Linked DNA regions of Mus musculus: all the other regions are linked to region 1. The links are chromatin contacts, called in public Hi-C maps. All regions are on one chromosome and are shown on one strand. The core of a region is the stretch at or near the end of the contact, and the rest is flanking DNA. Distances in the headings are between cores, read along the strand shown.

Region 1 (4,223 bases), core at 85-2,584:
GCCTTGTCTACTAAGGTTGGCTGTCTGATCTGTGACTCCAGGAAGCTTCTTGTTTCTGCTCCCATACTACCAGGAGCCACCACTGTCCTCTGCTTTTTAATGGGAGATTTTTAATGTGGGAGATTTGAACTCGGGATTCCTGCCCAGTGGCAAGCACTTCACGGAATGCACTCTCTCCTCTGCTGGGCAAGATATATTCTTTAGAATGACAGTTTCGAGTAAAGTCAATATGCCAAAAGGGCTGGGGTAGAAAAAAAATGAATGGTTTTCTTTTCTTTTTCTTTACTTGCTGCTCAGAGAGACAAGGAGTGCTCTTCTCATAGAAAAAGAGACTGAATTTCTGTTCTCTTGCCCTGACAAACAAAACAGCCCATGAATTAAAAAACAAAACAAAAACAAACAAACTACCACCACCAAAAACCCAATATAACTAAGTTCTCTTAGGAAAATACGTACAAATTGGAGACCTTAAGACCCAAGAGTCTTGAGAATCAACTAACTGAGACTGCAAATTTCTGCCGGGCGTGGTGGCGCACGCCTTTAATCCCAGCACTTGGGAGGCAGAGGCAGGCGGATTTCTGAGTTCAAGGCCAGCCTGGTCTACAGAGTGAGTTCCAGGACAGCCTGGGCTACACAGAAAAACCTGTCTCAAAAAAAAAAAAAAAGAGTGCAAATTTGTTAGCAGAGAGGCTAAAGCCTCACAGTAGTTGCGATAGTTCACTTCGACAAACTCGTATGAATTTACTTTTCCTTATTTCTCTGTCCTTTCTCTTTGCTTCACTGGAGTTTGAACGCAGGAGCTCAGGGCCTGGCACATGCCAGGCAAGCACCCCACCGTTAAGATATATATATAATCAACCCTTATTTGCGGTGTAGCCATGGGTAACTACATACCTGGAATCTTCTTGCCTCAGTTCTCAGAGTGCCTGACCTGCAGGTGTGGACCACTGTATGGGCTTCATGATAATAAACCCTTTATATCTACATTTGACTTCCAGAGCAAACCACGTAATTAAATACTCTTCTAAATCCCATCTTGTTAGAGGTTAAACCCTGTGAGAACCTAAGAAGGTCGTGTTCTTTCTCTCATGAGAGTGGGGCTGGGGACTTTAAGAAGTGTGTAGGCTCCAGGGCCCTAAATATGTATGTAGCTGGCTATTTATGAAATAAACCCTGTCATTGCCCCTTGTGTTGTAGGTGAGGCTTAAAGAGATTGAATAGTTTGCAGGAGGTTATTGAATCACTAAATTGCAGAATGAGATCAGAGCTCATGTTTGTATTTGACTGAAATTTGTATCAGTCAACACTGCTGCCACCGAAGTGTGAGTTGCCAACTAGGATTTGTCCTGACCTCAGTCCTAGCTTTGTATCCCTTGTCTGACACGACCAGGAATGTGACGGCTGCATAGACCCTTCCATCAATACTGTCACCACTGACGGTAGCCAAGATGCCCATATTCGCTCAAGGCAAATTGTTTTATTTATCAACAAGTACAAGGTGTTTCTGTCCAGTCCTCTCTTTGTCTTTAACTTTAATTTTGTTTATTCTTGGGAGCCATGATTGTAAATGATCACCTATGGTAAGGCTAATGTCCATTCCCTGATTAATATCCAACAATGATTAGCATCATTGATTGGAAAATTAGTAAATTATGCCCCCATTGACGTTTCTAGCTCCCATTTAATAGCTTGTTTACTTAATTGATAGCTAATGTGTTGACTTTTTAAAAGCTATTAACACATCAAAATAGTATTTATTGAACCTGGCAAAATGATAAATTATGTGTTTGTTTACTCTTTCATTCCCAAGGCTGATCTATCAGTGGTCTTGTCCTTTTTTTTATTTTATTTTATTTTATTTTTAATGGTTGTTCGTTTGTTTTTGGTTTGGTTTTGTTTTTTAAATTTTGTTTTGTTTCTTTATAATTTGTTTTAATCCTCTGAGGTTCTTTACCTAGGATATCAAGTAGAGCAGCGTAATTTCTAGAAAGCATGACCTTGGAAAAGTTGCCTGACTTTTCCTGGGCGTTCCCAACAAATGACTCTCTAAAACAAAGCAGCTTCTGAGAGAAGTTCCGTAGGGTTTCTTCACTCAAGTCAGAATCCTCAAAAGAAAAGAAGTGCCCTACGAGCACTGAATGTATGCATGATTTGCATCTGTTTTTCTACCCACGCGTTTTGTTGGTCCTGCTGAGGAAATGAAGTCATCTTAGGCAGAAAAGCTTTAAGAGACCAATATTCTCCTACTTAACTTTCAGGAAGATGGCTGCCAAGGTGGGCTGCCCCTGCTTCTCAGTGTGCTCTGCATTGTGTAGAAATGTCGCTGGTCCCATGCTCGTTTTAGTACTGTTTGCCAGCACAGGTTTGAAGCCACCCTTTTGAAATGGAGTTTATTTGTGAAACAGTCTTGTTCCATAGGCACACCTCAATGCTTACCATCCTTGAAGGCTTAGTATATCAGCACTTGGCTCTTCCCAGCCCCCTCTAAAACATCACATCAGTTCTCAAGAGAGAGTATTTACCACAGTTAATTATATTCAGGGAAAAAAAAACCCAATGCTTAAAAGCCTTCTAGGCCTTTTCACAGAGGAATTTCGGTATCATATGGAGAAATGGCTGCCTCATTTGAGGAAGGCTGAAAGCCCTTACTGGATGCTTTGAAGGCAATAATAGTTATCTGGATGAGTTGTAGCATACTTTTAGAAGTTTAATTTAATATATGTATGTATATGTTTGTATATGTATGTATATGTTTGTATATGTATGTGTATATATATATATATATATATATATATATGCATACACACACACACACACACACACACACACACACACACACACACACACACGGGGACTTAGGGATGGTTGACCAGTGGGTATGTGCACGTAGGTGCAGCTGCCTGTAGAAGCCAGGGATGCCAGATACTCAGGCTGTTATAGAGAGAGGCTTAGATGGGCTCTGGGAATGCAACTCAGGTCTGTTGCAAGAGCAGTCCACTCTGAGCTGAGCCCCAGATTGTAATATTTTTGGAAGCAAAGCTACAGCATGTTACAAACCTTTACCCATCACACGAGTAAGGACCAACCAGGATGGAGCTCTTAGTGGACCAAAAAAAACCAAAAAATTAAATTCAGAATTTCAGAAACCAAAACAGTGTAGCTGTTTTTAACGTAAGCCATGGAAGAGGAGCACGCGCTGTGGCCTTTTGAAATGACAAAGGTCCATGAACGTGTGATAATGCATTTGAGTCCTGTAAAGTGTTGTTTAACCGCCACACCTACTGCATTCCACACAAGAGGTAGAGCTCACTGATCACGTGAAGCCCCTGCTTGGGGACAGAACATTTAAGATATGAGCTTATCCATCAGCTAAAAACCTCCCATCCTCCACCCTGGCTCTCCCCACGCTGGGACTGAGCCGAGGGCTGTATTGCATGACTTGCATCCACCGCTTTCTTAAGGGAAGTCAGTCCCTAAGTTTAAAAAGTGCCTTTACACGGCATCTATTGAAACTCAGCAAGTTTGAGTCCATTTAAGCTAACATAATCCCAGTGTATATAAGCAATCAGTTATTAAGAATCTTACAAACCTTTTTTGAGAGGGGGAGCTCATATCTTTCCCAGTCTCACCCTCGATTTTATCTTTAGTTCAGAAATAACCAGTGTCTGATACCACTTTGATCTCATCTATCCCCCCCCCCCCCAAAAAAAAAAGCCTGCTTAAACAAGGGATAGGATATTGGCTAGGGCCAAAGCAGGGCGGAAGATGGCTCGTGAGCAAACTTTCAAAGTGGGAATGTGTGAAGTAGATTTGATCAGCCAGTCAGTAACCGACATTGAGCAGGAAGTTCATGAAAGGGACTTCTGGAGGATGAGGTCAGAAAAGTGAATTTAAACCAGTGTTCGGAAGACCCGGCGTCTGAAATGTCAGTGCGTAGATGTTTATTAAGGAACCCACTGGAACTGTGGCATGTATCAAGTATCAAGTATCATAGTTACATAGTATCAAGTGGAAAAAAGGATACTAGTTAGTGTATTCACAGTAATGATAGATTTTCATTACATTGACCCTACTCACTCATATCTTCTGTAAAATAGCTTGCATTCTGTGGTTTGTCAATGTAGAATTCCTTCTGAAGACTGATATCCTCAGAGCCTAGGTCAGTCATTGGCACGTGACTGATGTTCAGTGAACATGTGTTGAATTGGAGGAAGGAGCAGACC
Region 2 (4,036 bases), core at 458-2,957, 320 kb before region 1:
GTTTGTTAATGTTTTGTTGGGAATATTTGTTGATGAAGGGATAGACTGTACCATCAGGGATGTACACATAGGCGTTATCAAGGACAACATCATTTATATTTTCCCCTGTGCTATCTTCTAGAAATTTTATAGGTTAGCATTTACACATAATTCTTATATCCATTCTGAATTAATTTGGGGGGAGGGTGTATGTACATTCATGTTACACAGAATGTCTATTTACTGGGACAATCTTTCTCAATGCCTCTGGTACTTCGTTGTAGATGCGCATGTAGTTACATGGATCTAATTCTGGACTCCCTAGTCCCACTGACCCTGTTCTTTTACCAACCCCACATTGCACTGATTATTGCTGCTTTACAGCAGATCCTGATGTTGGGTAATGCCAGACCTCTGACTCGGTTCTTCTCCTTGAATGCTGAGTTAGCCATTCTAGGTCTTTGCCTCACCATAAAAACATTATGTTCATTTTGTTGATATCCACCAAAAAAAAAAAAAAATGTTGCTGAGCTTTAAGCTGAGGTTGCATTGATCTGCAGATCAAGATGAGAAAACCTGGTTCTTTCAGATCACTGAGTCTAGGTCAGTGAGATGGCCGCTTGCTGTCAAAGCTGAGAACCTGAGTCGCTAGAACCCACATGGTGAAAAGAGTTGACTCATGAACGTTGCCTTCTGGATTTCATCCCTTATCATGGGTGTACACACACACACACACATACACACACACACACACACACACTAAATAAATAAATAAATAAATATAAATAAATAATAGATAGGCAAACAAATGTATGTATATAATAAAAGTCTTAATACTAATATCTAGATATATAATACTTTATTTAATTCTTATTTGACATCATTAATTCAAGTAGTTTCACATCATATTAAATATTAATTATTATTAGTATTAACTTAGAGAGTGCCATTTCAAGAATTAATATAAATGATAATACTTTAGTTTCAAACTCTACTTGATGATTGCCAATAAACATTATAGAAGCAATTTTGTATATTAGCATTATTTCCTACATAGATTATTATCATTTATAATGGCATTACTTCGGGAAGTGTTCTATAGCTACTTTCAGCTGTTTTTGTATAAATTACCTGGTCATCTGTAGTCAAAGATAGTTTTGTTCCTTTATACCTTATCAGTATACGTTGTATTTGTTTTTCCTACCCAGTTACATAAGCTGGGACGCCCCGCCCTGAACCCTGTTAGAATGCAGCATTGAGAGGCAGTACGAAGTTGGAGAGCTTCAAGTTTCTCATCATTATATAATATGTGATATAGTGTTATACATGTGTGTGTATGTGTGTGTACATGTGTATATATACTTTATTCTCTAACTTAGTGACAATTCTTTATCTTTTTCTGTTTTTCTCTTTTCTCTTCTTTTCTCTTCTTTCCTTTCCTTTTCTTTCCTTTTCTTTCCTTTCCTTTCCTTTCCTTTCCTTTCCTTTCCTTTCCTTTCCTTTCCTTTCCTTTCCTTTCCTTTCCTTTCCTTTCCTTTTCTTAAGACAAGTTCTCAATGTGTTGCCCTGGCTAGCCTGGAGCTCACTATGTAGACTAAGCTGGCCTTGGATTCACAGAGATTTGCTTACCTCCACCTCCCAAGTCCAGGGATGAAGGGTATGTGCCACCACAGCTGGCCTTTCATTGACAAGTTCTAATCACAAACGGGTGTTGGACTTTGTCACATATCTTTTGTGCACCTATTGCTATAACAACGTGACCTTTGCTCATTAGCTTGTTGGTGTGCTGGGCTGTATTAATCCACCTTTGAACCAGCCTTGTGTAACTCAAAACGAGCCCCACCTGGTCATGGTGTGTGCTTCTCTGATGTATCATTGGATTTGACTTGCTAATATTTTTGTCAAGAATGTGTGCGTCTGTGCTCAGATGTGTGAAAAATACCTGTCAGATTTGGAATGTAGGTTTATTGAAAGGCATACATGAAATGCTAGGTACACAGAAAGTGCTGCCTATAGGTCTTTAGGAATGTAAAGGAGGAGGGGGGAGAATCCCACACACCTAGACTCAGTGGCTAGATCTCAGTCTTTTAGGAATCCTGTGTCTCAGCCTGTGAACTTCCCCAGAGCTTCTCATCCCTCCCTCCCGACCCCTCCGTCCCTCATCCCTTTACTCTGTGGGAGAGGATGGCTGCAAGAGCCGTGGAAGATATTTACCCTTTCCCAAGTAGCCATGGCTCTGATAGAACACCAAGAAAGACATTCGCCTTTCACAAAAGAGTTTCTCCTGAGGTCAGAACTTGCACAGAAGAACACAAGGGTCTGGCATAGTTCAGAACAGTTCCTTCTCTTCTCAGCATAAAGCATGGGGCAACGATTCTTTCGTGATTACCATGAGGACCTGGTACAGCTCCTGGAGGTGCCACCCACTAAACTGTGACTTTCCCCACGACTGAGTGCCCTGCGCTGCTCAGCTCTCATGTTTGGCTGTTCGGAGATTCCCATAGTTCATCAGTCACAGCTCAGCTGTTGCTCCATTGCCCGCTTCCTCAGAGCTCTGCTGGTGAGCGTCTCTGCATTCTGATGTTTCCTATTTGCTTGTCTGATTTCCAAAAACTGGATGCCGGTTTCTCCCTGTGGTTTCCGGTTTCTCTCAGTGGCTTTACCTCCTTAATAGGTCTAAGAAAAATGTTCTTTTTTTTTTTTTTGCTAAGGTTTTTTTTTTTTTAACTTGTCATGACAAAATGAAGACTCCTACTCAACTTACACCCCATATTACAGACTGTGAGGCAACACTGATTTGGAGATGCACAGTTTGTGAGTCCAGTAAATTGTTATTCCCACACGCACGCGTGCATGCACACACACACAAGCACATGAACACACATAATCACTCACACACACACACACACACACACACACACACACACACATTTCTCTTCTTCACCAATCGATTCATCTAAAGGAGGTCCAGATACTCAAAGAAATATTAAGGTCCTGAATCTAGGAGGCTGTAAGGTCTGCTCTCTTCCTGTGACCCATGGAAGTTTAGCCTATTCAAACCTTCAAGGGAATCTCTCCATTTTCATTCCGACACCAGCAAACAGTGGCAAAATTCTCAATCCGGTCAAAATTAAGTAATAAATATTTTTAAAAATCGTGTTCTTACCTCTCTTCCCAAGTTCTTGTGTGTTCATGCCTCCTCTATTCTTATTGCCTTCCTTAACTCCTGCAATCACAATTGATTCATTCAATAAGTATTTATTGTACAGTTTCTGTGTCCCAGCTTCAATCGCGGATGTTGGCAATTCACCGGTAGACATAACAAAGAGCACCCTTATGGAGGTGACTAAAACAGGATAATAAGCCCACATAAATATATAAATCTAGATACAGGTTGTATATCTATAATGGGTATATGTGTGTATATATGAACAGGTAAATTATCTGTGATGTTATAAATCAATAAGAGCATGGAAAAATATACAATGCAGTGGGATACGTGAGATCAGGAGGACCATTGGGTGGCAGACAGGTCATTTGTCATTTTAAATGAGGTGGCCAAGTAAAGCCTCATTGAGAAAAAGATATGTGAAGGCAGACTTGGAGAAAGTGATGAGAGGAAATGAGTCAGCCCAGAGGTCGGGGTGCCTGGTACCAAACGTGCTCAACATGTGGGAGGAAGAACAAGGAAATTGATTGCCTGGAATGGAGTGAAAGAGAAAGAGTCTAAAAGCTGAAGTCTGAGAGGTAATGAATGGGAGTCTCATTGTTTGGGGCCTAGAGAGTCATGGATTGTGGCCTTTGCTCTGTGTGACACTTTAGACATTGCAGGGTGTTAATTAAAGCCTCAAGGTGATCATATCTAAATGTATTTATTTTTGAGATGGGGTAACACTTGACATCATGTAGCCAAAAATGATCAGGACCTAACAAATAACAAAGTAACATCTAGCATGCAAGTTTTGCTTTGTATCCCATTCAGAATCCTGATCCACTTTAAAAATGATGCCAGTTAAGTATCGATCTCTCCTCTGATTGGAGTAATTAGCTCTAAAAT
Region 3 (4,552 bases), core at 2,016-4,515, 460 kb before region 1:
TTGCGGCTGCTCACCTTCGCTGTTTATTTTATCCTGGGGACAGACTAACATTGGCCTCCTGGAGATAAACTTCAATGTTTGTGCTACTATCTTCAGTTGCTGTAAGTGAAGATAATATATTAATATATTAATATTCAGAGTTTTAAAAAGAAAAATCAGAAAGAAAGAGAGAGAGAGAGAGAGAGAGGGGGGGAGGGAGGGAGGGAGGGAGGGAGGGAGGGAGGGAGGGAGGGAGGGGAGGGGAGGGGAGGGGAGGGGAGGGGAGAGAAGGGAACCAGTACACAACTAGTCAGTAGACACGTTTGACGGTAATCATTGGACTAACTCTCTTAGCCTTGGAAAAGGCCATTAACCAGCAGCAAACTTCATTAAGGTATTACTCCAATCACCTCATATATTTCTAATGAGCATTAGACACAGCAAGGGACATACAATACTCACCGTGTGTTTTAAGTTATTCTAATTGCCTCTGCTACTCTAATTTTAATGCATCCAAATCGTCTTTATCGTATAAATGAAGTTTGAAAATGTCAGCCAGAATCCAAATTCCAGAATTTTATTAACAGTGAATCGCTGAGTAAAGAGTTGTTGGAATGGGCAAGGAGATGGAACACCTCTGCCTGTTCTCCCGGGCCTTTCCCTCTGGGGGTTCCTCCATACAGTCAAGTCCAATAGGTGTTCACCTATGGATGGGCCTTGCATGGGTACTGTCGTTTCTCTTCTCTGCAATAGGTATTGTGCCAGGAAAAGTTTGCTTCCCAGCTGAACAGATTAAAGGAAGGGATTTGTTTTAGCTCAAACAGGTTGCCCTGGTGCCAAACACAATCTAGCTCTACTGTCGAGAAGCCCTATGGATCATCTTGTATGTGACAAAGCAAACCCACAGAAGTTGCATGGTGTGATGGCCCAACCTTTGTAAAACCCCAAATCAGTGCCTTGTCCCCCTGCCTCCAAAGTAAAGCTTACAGTTTCACAGCTAACTGTGTGTAAGATGCTTGAGCAATACTTAAAATAAAAGGCACTTTGTTCTTGACAGGATTTTAGCATTCAAATGCCAGTACTCAAATACCAGACACCTTATCAGCATGTAGACTGAAGGAAATGGAATAAAATTAAATACATGATCCGTTGAGAAAATTTAAGATGGCTCTATAAGAATTCAAGTGGTTAGTGAGGGCTTGTATGGAGTAGCACCCCTTTCTCGGGCAGATAGCATCTATAGCTCTGTTACTCCAACCCTAGATTGTTAATGTGTCTTAAGACTTCCCAGACAGCAATGTTTATGCTCTTGAATGGCGGGGTGTGTCTGTTCGCTGGTTTCTTTGAATACATTTTAGAATCGATTTCCTCTGAAGATACAGCATGTTACCACCGTAGCACAGGAAATAATTAGATTTGGCCACAGTGCTTACACAGGACTGACCCCAATTCTTCAGTGACTACAAACAAATAAAGTTCAGAATAGTGACATATTTCAGAAAAGTGATACGTTAAAATAAAATAATAGCTAGTTAAACAAGGGGATGATTCTGGTTGCTGCTGTTTTGTGGTCTAAAATCTCCCCTTCCTCCTTTCTCTGCCATCCTGTCTCTTTCGTTGGATCTGCTCTATAATGCTTCAGAGCCGGTGCCTGCTTGCAGCAATATTTTGTTTTTATTAAATTTCAAACCCTGAATTTACCCAACAGAACAAAGAAAACTGTTTTGGAACTTTGATCTTATCACCAAGTTTCCATTCTAGAAGGGATAGACGCACTGTGGGCCAAATTCAGCCGTCATTCTCTAAGAAAGCATAGTCATTTGAATTCCGGAGGAATTGGGATATTTTTTTGTGTGTAGGAGAAGTAGCTAGGCCTCAGTTTCAAATAATAAGCTGTGAACCTGTATAGCCCAAAGTTAAGTCCTCCGATGAACTGTATATATTAAATCCAAGCCTCCATCTTCAAAGGCCTCTAGCAGTAGAGGGAACACCAAGATGAAAGGCCTGATGAAGGGAAATAATTAAAACTTAATGGATGCTTGTTGTATAAGTAGGTGCAAAGGAAAAAAAATGATCATTTTAGGTATTCACAAGGAATTTCTAAAGAGTTTTGTGTCTCATAAGTAATTAATTTGGGGTGGTTAGCACTCATAGGTGACCCCTAAAAGACCGTGGGTCAAGGCTAAGTACCCAGCTCTCTCTTCTGTTATGGTTGATGACTATTTGATACTCCATGGAAGAAAAAGTCACTAAATCCAAGAAAACTAGAGAAGAGCTGACCTCCCCAGAAATGTTCTGTGAATTGATTCAGACTAGTGCCGTGATCTTTGGATTTTTCTCTTTTTCTGAGATCTCTCCTGAAATCCCTCAGGAAGGATTGGCCATGATATATTCTTTTGGGTTGGGGATAGACTGATTAAGACCTTTGGCTGCAGGGTTTCAGAAATCACAAGCACATCTCACCTTAGGTGGTAGCCACACAGGCTTTTCCTCCCACTTCAGCAAAAGTGATGTGTAGACACAGGATTTCAGAGTGGTAGATTTAGCTTTCGGGGCTCCAATCTGCAGTAAGCAACCCTATCTCATCACTGGGAGCTAGTCTCATCTGTGTGCATCAGGCAGGGGATTTGAGCTTGAGCAAGTATTTGCATGTACATTCTGGGTGAGGGAAAGCTCCCCCGTGTTCTTTCTGGTCGTCATTCATTGTCTGGACGGGACAGGAGCATCACACCTTTCCAACCCGGTCATCCTCCATCAATCAGGCTCTTCCTCTTCCCCACCCCCAAAACACTGAATTCCTTAAGGAAGCTCAGAGAAAAGTGGTCGTTCTGACATCATGATCGTGTGAATGGCGTTGTTTTCATTTCATCTGTAGGGTGTTACTTGTTTTGTTTTACATGCTTGGCTGAATATTGCCAACATATGACAGGCACCAGCAGGAAGTCAGCTGTGAAACCGACATTTGTCACAGGTGAGAGCGTAAACATAGACAGGGGTGGGGGTGAGGGAGAACCAATGTTAACACAACAAACATGAAAATTAAGACAAAAAGAGAGAGAGACTAGAGTGAGGCCTTGATTGGTTGAGTATCGTGTGTCTCTTATCTGACCTGCCAGACTCTGGCTGGAAGAAGCTCACTCTAACTATATAAATGTTCTTCAGCCTTTCGCATGATCATCTGAGATCTCTGAGCTCACGAAACCAAAACAGAGGCTGTTAGAGAGCTGGCAGACTCTAAGCTGGTTAAAGATAAAACTCTCCGGGTTGAGGGAAAGGCTCGGTTGGGAAAGTGCTGGCCCTCCAGCAGTGGAGATCAAAGTTCAAGCCCCAGGATGCCAGCCAAAATGCTAGGCATAGGGGTGTTGACTTTTCAGCCAACCTGTGCAGATCTTGTCTGCTGGACCAGGGAATATGAGGATCTAAAAGAACAGGGTGAAGTACGGTCTGATGCTTAGACAAACTCACTTCAGTTTCAGTGTTCTTTCACACACACACACACACACACACACACATATGTGACAAAGGAAGTAAGAATCCAAGGAAGGTTATGTGAGTTCAGACAAACATGGTCAGAAAAAAAAAAAAAAAACATGTAAATAAATATAGGTTAGCATATACTAAATATCAACAGAGCAGCCCTTCCCCAGAACTTTCTCAGAACAGACCAATTTTAATACAATTACCTGGCAAGTACTCTAAATTATATCTGGGAAAACACAGAGGCAAAGCAGAAGGCCATATCCTGATTCAGGATATAATGACCAGAGTGGGCACTATAGCTATTTTCTGACATCCAACAAGAATAAACATGTCTTGTCAATTGAAGGCACATGCTTAACACAGGAGACATGAAATCACATCCAAAAGCAATCCAAGGAACAAAGTGCTCCTGAGGTAAAAGGCCCTCTGCCCTTTCTCCAGAGCCTCTCCCACAGTTCCCCAAAGCATCATTCACCATCCATCATTCTTTTCACCGTGTTCCAACCGGGGCCCAAAAGATGACCATCCCAGCAGTGAGGAGACAGAAGTTGGGGTTCCCAGGCTAGGAGGCCTAGCCTAATTGGTAAGCTCCAGGCCAATGGAAATACCTGTCACCAAGGAGGCTTCCTAAGGATGACAACCAAAATGTCCTCTGGTTTCCATGCACTGTGTGCACACTTATGTGCACCTGGCTATGCGTGAGTAAGTGCACATAGCCATAATCACACATAAAAATGATCGAAAATCAAATTCTCCCATTTAAGGATCTTAAATTCTATTCAATGTTCATAGTCACTAAGTGAGTTGTGAAATTTAATTGCAAGCCTATAAACATAAACTCAATTGCATAGCTAAGTGGATCACACAGCAGAGAAATAAATATATGGCTGTTTTTGTTCAGTCCTGTCAGGGTACCACACCATCATCTGACCTGGCACAAAATAACTAACAACAGCCAACACACACATGTTTAAATTTCTCTGATTATCTCCAAAAGTAAAACGCCGTTGTGTTCTTAATTCGTTAAGTTGGGATCACATAAGTGTCTCACAACCCACTTTCTCCCATGTGTCCTCTGAGCTTCAATACCCTT

The links. A called contact is a pair of places that touch in the nucleus more often than the background predicts.
Region 2: a Hi-C map of liver shows a contact between it and region 1, with 1.7 times the contacts expected there. The contact joins two enhancer-like sites. A contact is called at or near these places in 3 of 484 Hi-C or Micro-C datasets (cranial neural crest, liver and nephron progenitors), 7 of 115 datasets of contacts at active chromatin or transcription factors (craniofacial prominence, embryonic hindbrain, embryonic limb bud and 4 more) and 1 of 9 other capture datasets (adipose tissue).
Region 3: a Hi-C map of liver shows a contact between it and region 1, with 2.5 times the contacts expected there. The contact joins two enhancer-like sites. A contact is called at or near these places in 5 of 484 Hi-C or Micro-C datasets (liver and uterus) and 5 of 115 datasets of contacts at active chromatin or transcription factors (embryonic stem cells, hepatocytes, neural progenitor cells and 1 more).

Annotation. Positions count from the first base shown.
Region 1 is chr8:48,542,947-48,547,169 of GRCm38.p6, reverse strand. All of the region lies in intron 2 of Tenm3 (teneurin transmembrane protein 3), which reads left to right. Among named protein-coding and RNA genes, the nearest start is that of Gm39178, 120 kb to the left of the region's middle. Within about 2 kb of position 1,334, at least 5 of the 459 cell types and tissues checked have an H3K27ac peak or open chromatin away from gene starts, as enhancers often do. A contact at or near this core is called in hepatocytes and liver, where this site is marked.
Region 2 is chr8:48,863,357-48,867,392 of GRCm38.p6, reverse strand. It overlaps Gm19744 (a long non-coding RNA gene), which reads right to left. Exons shown (of 6, transcript XR_379026.3): 5 at 3,146-3,205. It also overlaps a transcript of Tenm3 not described here. Among named protein-coding and RNA genes, the nearest start is that of Gm19744, 21 kb to the right of the region's middle. Within about 2 kb of position 1,707, at least 10 of the 459 cell types and tissues checked have an H3K27ac peak or open chromatin away from gene starts, as enhancers often do. A contact at or near this core is called in liver, where this site is marked.
Region 3 is chr8:49,005,159-49,009,710 of GRCm38.p6, reverse strand. It overlaps a transcript of Tenm3 not described here. Among named protein-coding and RNA genes, the nearest start is that of Gm25830, 49 kb to the right of the region's middle. Within about 2 kb of position 3,265, at least 4 of the 459 cell types and tissues checked have an H3K27ac peak or open chromatin away from gene starts, as enhancers often do. A contact at or near this core is called in hepatocytes and liver, where this site is marked.